Linked DNA regions of Bombyx mori: region 2 is linked to region 1. The links are chromatin contacts, called in public Hi-C maps. All regions are on one chromosome and are shown on one strand. The core of a region is the stretch at or near the end of the contact, and the rest is flanking DNA. Distances in the headings are between cores, read along the strand shown.

The links. Hi-C and Micro-C count contacts between places; a contact is called where the count stands out from the background.
Region 2: a contact with region 1 is called in a Hi-C map of whole pupa, with 6 times the contacts expected there. The contact joins two enhancer-like sites. A contact is called at or near these places in 4 of 7 Hi-C or Micro-C datasets (midgut, an unstated tissue and whole pupa).

Annotation. Positions count from the first base shown.
Region 1 is chr8:14,977,946-14,982,519 of ASM3026992v2, forward strand. All of the region lies in intron 1 of LOC101738331 (amyloid protein-binding protein 2), which reads right to left. Among protein-coding and RNA genes, the nearest start is that of LOC778459, 30 kb to the left of the region's middle. Within about 2 kb of position 3,021, at least 5 of the 8 cell types and tissues checked have open chromatin away from gene starts, as enhancers often do.
Region 2 is chr8:15,013,783-15,018,070 of ASM3026992v2, forward strand. All of the region lies in intron 1 of LOC101738331 (amyloid protein-binding protein 2), which reads right to left. Among protein-coding and RNA genes, the nearest start is that of LOC101738331, 9.2 kb to the right of the region's middle. Within about 2 kb of position 1,644, at least 1 of the 8 cell types and tissues checked has open chromatin away from gene starts, as enhancers often do.

The DNA of each region.
Region 1 (4,574 bases), core at 1,771-4,270:
AGCTTGCCGTCTCTCTGGGCTATGTCGATGACTTTAGTTCTCTGTTTAATAACCTCACTCCTGATTTTGTCCATCAGATTAGCTCCGAGCTTGGCTTTTCCCTTAACTTCTTCCATTGATATTTCAAAGTGTAGAATGTGAAGTCACATTATAGACTATTATTAATCGTAAGTGTCATAAACTTCCTATAAAACTGCTGTTCAACTCGCAAAGTTTACAACTTACACCGCATGGAAACACAAAGTAACATTCAAATGTTTTTTATTACAATGTTTGCAAGTGTACGTGTGGCCACGGTCCATTTGCTTTTATAATGTACCTACAACTCACATGCATGTGTTAATTAATGGTCTTATAATTATATCAACAACTTTCATGGCATTTTAGATTTTCTTGGAAACGTTCTAAAATGATAGCTCACGTCCCTGGTCACAGAGTGGCCAAACTTATAACGGACATTAAGAATTTCATAAACGAACGTACATTGAGCCAGTATACGCAGAACTTTATGGTAATTTCTTTTTACAAATTCTGAATCAGAAGCGTGTATTTCGAATTCATTTATGATATTGAATATCCCATTTGTGTATTATCCACGTCATAGTAAAATCATCGGTCAAGATATATCCTCCATTTGTTTACATTACCTTGAAGTCTCTCATCATCATTATAATGACATTTTAACTATGAATGTGGAAGGCTTTAGAGAAAGAGGTAGACTTAAGGAAAAGGATTGCGTGAAAGACGACATGTGTAAGAGGGGAGCGAGCGAAGAAATGGTATATGATAGAGAAGTATGGAAGGAGAAAACATGATGCGCCGAACCCGGGTGACTGGGAGAAGGACAAGAGAATGATGATGACCTTCAAGTCTTTCGTGTCTTTTAAATTACAAACTATTAGTTGCGGCTTCGCACTCTTAAATAAAATAATTTGGCCAGGATGCAATTTTATTCAAATTCATTCAACGGATTATGCTTAATTGACTTAAAAACATGTTAAATCATATTAGACAAAACACATAAACCCGATTCCAAGCAACATTGGAAACAAGGCCTGAATAACTTTGAACCTTGAAAACGCGACATAATATAAACTGTCTGATGTTGCCCACATCGCAGTGAAGGGGAGAATTTATTGCAATACAATGCAGACCAGTGCACAACATTGTACGATCCACATATTATTTTGAGTTAATACGTGCAACTTTTGAGCACTTGATACTCTCGCACAGCCAATGTACATACGTATAGCTGGCCGTGGGAATGGCAGGCCCAGATAATATTTCCGTGTTGAACCCGGCGATTTATAAATGGTTAACAATAATTGTTCTTGAAATAAATCAGTATAGTAAGCAAAGTTTCGTTTTCAGTGAATATCAGTGGATAGTATCACAAAAACACAGATGGCTTTAGAACAAATACATTTAAAATATTCATATTTAACTTAAACTTTGACAAACACCCAAACACCATCACAAACTTTCACATTTACCTTATTATAGTATAAGTACGAGGAAGTAAAATTACAGTTATCTTTTATGTTTACTAACGGCAATTAAACTTTGTTTTTCTCTAGGGAAAACCCTGTCGTTGACTGGTTAATTTATCATTACAATTTAGTGATTTGCGATCATAATTTTTTTTATGTTTATTTTTATTTTACTTACAATACTGATAAATCATACGAAGTACAATTCAAAGTGACTACCTGACACATACACTCAGTGTTTTTTTTTTAATGTTTCTTAGCAGTACTTTATATACATAACATATTATATAGGAAAAAGTATTTTTATTTTCGTTAATAAGTTAGTTATAGAGTAAGATCGATAATGTAATATAATAATATGTATGTAAACCGCTGCAATTGACCGTAATTACCTTGATGAATTGAGTGACATTCACACTGCTACTCTCGTACATGAGGACGTCTGAAAGAGTCCGCTTGTTGCCATAACTGATGCGATGCGATCCAAGGGATAAAATTAAATGCTAGTAAAATATATTACTAGATGATGACCGAGCTTTGCTCGGTTTTTTTTTGATAACGCCATCTTGTTGTCTTTAAAGCGGTTAGTTGCCCTCAATTAAGAAAAATAGTATTACTATTCGCCAATAGATGTCGGGAAGAGTTGATTATTGAAAACACGAGTAAAACAACATTTTCTGAAAATAAATCGTAGCTAGATCGATTTATCGCCTCCGAAATCCCCTGTATACTAAATTTTATGAAAATCGTTGGAGCCGTTTCCGAGATTCAGATCATATACATATATATTAATATACAAGAATTGCTCGTTTAAAGGTATAAGATATTTGTAAAAGTATTAAATTATTTTTGGTGTTCCGTAGTAAGACGCAAAAAAGGGGAACCTTTTTACTAACTTCATCCTTTCCATTTCTAACAATTACCATTTAACTTGCCCTTACTTTTGTTAATAAAAATATTTTTTTGGTATAGATTCCCTCACTCTCTTACCAATCTCGAAATATAACGCCTGAGGTTGGAACGTGTGACGATTGTGGTTACTGGAAAGCAGTGAACCGGCAAAAAAAAATGGAAAAAAAAAAGCCACACGTACCTTTTCAGAATCATCAATTGCCAGACAACATTGGCCTGTTCAGTGATTGATGAACCCTTATAAATATTTAAGTTTAATGAACCTTTTTTTTTTCCTACCTAAGCTGGTAGTCTAGAGAGGCTACTCCAACGTAACCTTAACTAGTAGGTGAGCTCACGGGGCTCAAACCTGACGACGATGCTAACACGAACCCTAGCAAGAGTCGTGCTTCGCAGAATCTACCACCTTCCCACCACAGTCAATTTTTCAAGGTTGTCTGGTGGCCGCCGAACTCTAAAGACTTTAAATTCTACTAAATAAAACCAGCAATTAATTTTGCTGTTAATGTTTGTCACAATGACTTCAAAGCAACGACTAGGCTAACGCGCTGAAGATATGTATAAAAAGTACCTAAAATTAAAACGCAGTAGATAAGTTTCGTTGGCAGCACACGGCGAATACATTGTGATGAAACAAACAGTCTACATTCTAATTAATTTATCGCTGTTGCTGTGTACTAGTACGAGTATATGTAATCAATTTGAACGCTTCAAACTGGATTTACATTGCAATCGTAACGAGTTTCATTAAAAAAAAAAAAAAAAACTAATATCCTATTATTTCTTGAAGACTTTTCTAATTGTACTAGAGGACCCGCAGTAGTCGAAATTCGACTATAATTTATTGGAATTGTAAGTTTGTACACTATTATGATTGTATTTTCAACGCCAAGACTACACTATAAAAATATTAATAAAGACAAACAGTACTTAATCTATTCTCTGTTTGACCACAGACGTCAAGAACAAAAGTTTGACAATAAATAAATAGTATGCATGTGTGTGTCAAATACACGGTAGTGTGTGTAATGTTTTCTTTATTGATTTAATGTATCTTTTATGCATTATTTAAAAACAATCTTAGCATTGTGCACTTCTTCTTTATGTTCTCTATAAGTGTGGAAAATTTCATACTCCTCCGTCAGCGCAAATTTCGTAAAAAGGGATACAAAGTTTTTGTTTCACGTATTAATATATAGATTCCGCAGTTCTTTATACTTTGTGTGAAATAACAAATGTATTCTTGTCGTAATTTATATGTAGATGAATATACATATGTATATATGTATATGTATATCTGCGGAGGGACTTCGGTTCCCTCTGTATTTTGTACCGTATGTTCCATGGGGAGTGCTCTGAGGAATTGTTCGAGATGATACCGGCATCTCGTTTTTACCATCGCACCGCCCGCCACCGGAGTAGAGTTCATCCATACTACCTGGAGCCACTGCGGTCATCCACAGTGCGTTTCCAGAGATCTTTTTTGCCACGTACCATCCGGCTATGGAATGAGCTCCCCTCCACGGTGTTTCCCGAGCGCTATGACATGTCCTTCTTCAAACGAGGCTTGTGGAGAGTATTAAACGGTAGGCAGCGGCTTGGCTCTGCCCCTGGCATTGCTGAAGTCCATGGGCGACGGTAACCACTCACCATCAGGTGGGCCGTATGCTCGTCTGCCTACAAGGGCAATAAAAAAAAAAAAAAAAAAATATATATATAGTAAGTAGAGTGTAGATATTTTAGAGATATTTTAGAGTGTAGATATTACCTTAGAGTATACATAAACTATGCTTATGTATACTCTAAGGTAGATATCCTACAAATTAAGTTTTAAATCAAACTAAAGTGCTTAAATACGGTACATATGGACATAATTGAATAGAAGTCGTTGGTAAGCACGGAAAACATATTTTCATAGAGAAATTGTGGCGCTCCGAGATTGGAATTTATTATAATTGAATTTTAACTCGAAAATGAATTTGAATTTTTAATTAATTAATTAATTATTTATTAGAAATTTAATAATTAATTAATTGAATTTAATTTGAAATTATTATAATTGAAATTGAATTAATTTTATAGCTTGACTTATTGATGTATTAAAAAACCCATCAATGGCTTGACTCTAATTATCCACCAACCAATGGTCAGGACTATAACAAGATAAAAAAA
Region 2 (4,288 bases), core at 394-2,893, 34 kb after region 1:
TTGACCTGAATCTCCTATTTAACGGGAATGAACTATTATAATAATGTAGACAGACAGAAAACAATAAATATTCATTTACTAAACTGAGCCCTGGCTCTGTTGTACCTAGTAGGTCGTTCATAGTACTAAATAGATATAATATCGATGCCCGATCTTGCTGACCGAATGGTAAACAGTCGATGTCGCCCTAAACGCTTCATTACGGATCCTCCCGATCCATTAACCGTGATTTTAGGCACCACAAGCACCGGTCCTCGTCCTCGCCGAACCCGTCACTTGCGACGAAGGGTTCGACGAGTGAATTAACCCATAGACACCGCCTACTGAGTTTCTTGCCGGATCTTCTCAGTGGGTCGCGTTTCCGATCCTGTGATAGATCCTACGAAGCACTGCTCTTACTAGGGTCAGTGTTAGCAACACTCCCGGTTAGAGCCCCTTGAGCTCACCTACACGTCAAGGAGAAGCTGAAATAGCCTCAAGGCTATAAACATCGGTAGAAAAAAAAAAATAGATTCCTTATAATAAACTAAAGCGAAACAGAGTTTTGATGCTTTTTATTTACTTTCAAACGGCTTATTTTTGTTTTTAGAATCCATTTACTCTTATAGGGAATCCTACCGAAATTTCTGGAACCGAAAAAGACATGTGGATGGAGTATATGAATGACGATATGAGAGAGAGAGAGAGAGGAATGAGTTTTGAGATGACGGTTGATAAAAGAGAATGGAATAGAAAAATTCGCTGTGTCGACCCCACCTGGTGGGATAAGGTGGAAAAAAGAAGAAGAAAACGTTTGTCTGTTCGCGGATATTCAATGAAGTTGAATCTTTAATTTCGATTTTGGGACCACAAGGCATATGAGTGACACAGTACCGACAGCAAAAACAAAGTAGGACTAGATTTAACTAACCCGGTACGGCGATGCGGTGTCTGGGGCCAGCAAGCACCACAACCGCAAAACGTGTGCACCACGGTGAAGGAATAGCATCGTGTAATAAAAATCAAACCCGCAAAATTATAATTTGCGTAATTACTGGTTGTAGGACCTCTTGTGAGTCCGCACGGGTAGATACCACCGCCCTGCCTATTTCTGCCGTAAAACCGTAATGCGTTTCGGTTTGAAGGGTGGGGCAGCCGTTGTAGCTATACTTGAGACCTTAGAACTTATATCTCAAGGCAGGTGGCGCATTTACGTTGTATATGACTATGGGCTCCAGTAACCACTTAACACCAGGCGGGCTGTGAGCTCGTCCACCCATCTAAACAATAAAAAAAAAACGGCCTTGCCTCCGACTTCGAAGTCTCAAATTTATCGGAACAATCCGTGCCATTTGTACTTCATCATCGTTCCCTCACTGCTGAGGATTGCGACCACATGTGACGCTCCTCCATAGTGTTCGGTCATAGTAGCCATGGACCGCTTTCTTAACCAGATCTGACCACCTATCTGGTTTGACGACGGCGCGCTTGCCTTCTATGCGATCCAAAATTATGAGCTTCTGTTATTCATGTCTGGGAGACTACATGTTGTATTCGAAGAAGCTCATAACGCGCCATTTGTGCACACGAGTATTATTACTTCGCGTATAAAAAAAACAATCCATAGAAATCCGAGTATGTTTGCGATACGACCGACCTATCATAACACACGTGCGTTTTGTTTTATTACAAGACACGTCATACCTTCATCGTTGAAGTCGATCGTGAACACATACCAGATAATAATATCTATTTTGATTAATTAAAATAAGCAATCTATAGGCGAGAATTTTTAATTTGATGTTGAATTGTTACTGATATTCTGAATTTTTTATCGCTTAAATGGGTGAACGGGCTCACAGCCCACCTGGTGTTAAGTGATTACCGGAGCCCATAGACATCTACAACGTAAATGCGCTACCCACCTTGAGTTCTCATTTTAGTTACAACGGCTTCCCCACCCTTCAAACCGAAACGCATTACCACGCATAGGTGGTACCTACCCGCGCGGACTCGCAAGAGGTCCTACCACCAGTAAATTCTAATTCTAATCCTACCTCTAATAATACATACCCGATCCTGCGAACCGAATGGTAAGCAGACGACGTCGCCCTAAGCACGTATTTCGGATTATCCGGATCCATTAACTGTGCTTTTAGGTACCACAAGCACCGGTCACCGTTTACGTCGAACCCGTCGTTTGCGACGAAGGGTTTGACGAATAAATTAACCCACAGACACAGCCCACTGAGTTTCTCGCCGGATCTTCTCAATGGGTTGCGTTTCCGATCCGGTGGTAGATTCTGCGAAGCATTGCTTTTGCTCGAGCTAGTGGTAGTATTGTCACCAGGTTATAGCCGTGACCTCACCTACTTGCTCAGTTACGTTGGCATAACCCTGTAAGGTTACTAATTTAATAGAAAAAAAAAGAAGATATTCTATCGTCTCAATGTGAGTGAGTTTTAGCAGTACACGCGAAGAGACCGGTTGCTATCGTTCCGTTGTGTGCTGAATTATACCAACGTCACGCTCATTTCTGTTATTATACAGTTCGCTTTGAAGTTCAGTGGCGTTAATCTCATAATAAAATGTAAACAAATACCAACCACTAGATATTTTAAGGTGTGCGTCCATATTTTTGTGCAATTATTTCATGAAGAAGTCGCCGGTACCTATACTGGGTGTTATCATAAGCCTGCATAATTGCGAAACCGTCGGCTGTTCTGCTTCGAAGGGTGGGACACCCGTTTAACAATACAATTCAGACTTAGACCATACGCCTCAAAGTTTTAATACTTATGGGCTCCGGTAGCCACTCAACACCAAGTAGGCAGTGAGCTAGTTCAGATTTATTCGCAATAAAAACCCAGAAATAATTTTCTGTAAGATCCCTTGCCGAATAAGAATATTCTGTAAGATCGCTTGCCCAAAGGACGTAATGATTTTATAATTACTAGAGGTCCCGCAGTAGTCGAAATTCGACTATAATTAATTGGAATTGTAAGTTTGTACACTATTATGATTCTATTGTCAGACTATTATACTTCTTTATTCACAGATTTCGCCAAGGTAACACTATAAAAAATAATAATAAAGACAAACAATATTTAATCTATTCTCAATTTGACCACAGACGTCAAGAACAAAAGTTTGAAAATAAATAAATAGTAGGTATGCATGCGTGTGTGTGTCAAATACATGGTAGTGTGTGTAATGTTTTCTTTATTGATTTAATGTATCTTTTATGCATTATTTAAAAAAAATATTAGCATTGTGCATTTCTTCTCTATATTCTCTATAAGTGTGGGAAATTTCATACTCCTCCGTCCGCGCAATTTTCGTAAAAAGGGATACAAAGTTTTTGCTTCACGTATTAATATATAGATATTTGCTATGCGAATAAAAATCTCCAATATATAAAGTTTCACCCGGGAAGCGTCTAGAGCTTACCATTCTCCGTACACAGCACTCGAAACTTACAAAACGAGAGTTAGCTGTAATTTCTGACGAGATCAAATCATGAACACTTTCTTTCGTAACAACGTGCACAGAATATTCAATCTTAATGCGAGTACTTTAAAAGCATTATTGCTTACGGTTACGTCCGGTTCACCTTCACCTAAAATGTAAATGTACATAGCGGTAGTCGAGACGCGCGCACGCCTAACCGTAAAGGACTTCGTGATGTATCGATTTTGTTCGAATGTTCCGAGAAAAACGTGAAAAAAACTATGGTTCACATGTCAAATAAATTTAACAAATTAATTTTGTAGTTTATTAAGTAACTACATTTAATTTAAATTTGTAATTTTGTAGTCGTCGTGGCCTAAAGGATAAGACGTCCGTTGTATTCGTATCTAACGACGCACCGATGTTCGAATCCCGCAGGCGGGTACCAATTTTTATAATGAAATACGTACTTAACAAATGTTCACGATTGACTTCCACGGTGAAGGAATAACACCGTGTAACAAAAATCAAACCCGCAAAATTATAATTTGCGTAGTAACTGGTGATAGGACCTCTCGTGAGTCCGCACGGGTAGGTACCACCGCCCTGCCTATTTCTGCCGTGAAGCAGTAATGCGTTTCGGTTTGAAGGGTGGGATAGCCGTTGTAACTATACTGAGACCTTAGAACTTATATCTCAAGGCGGGTGGCGGCATTTATGTTGTAGATGTCTATGGGCTGCGGTAACCATTTAACACCAGGTGGTCTGTAAGCTCGTCCATCCATTAATGCAATAAAAAATATCGTTTCTTGTATTCGGTTACATGCAATGTTATTTCACTAGGAAACCATTGACGATA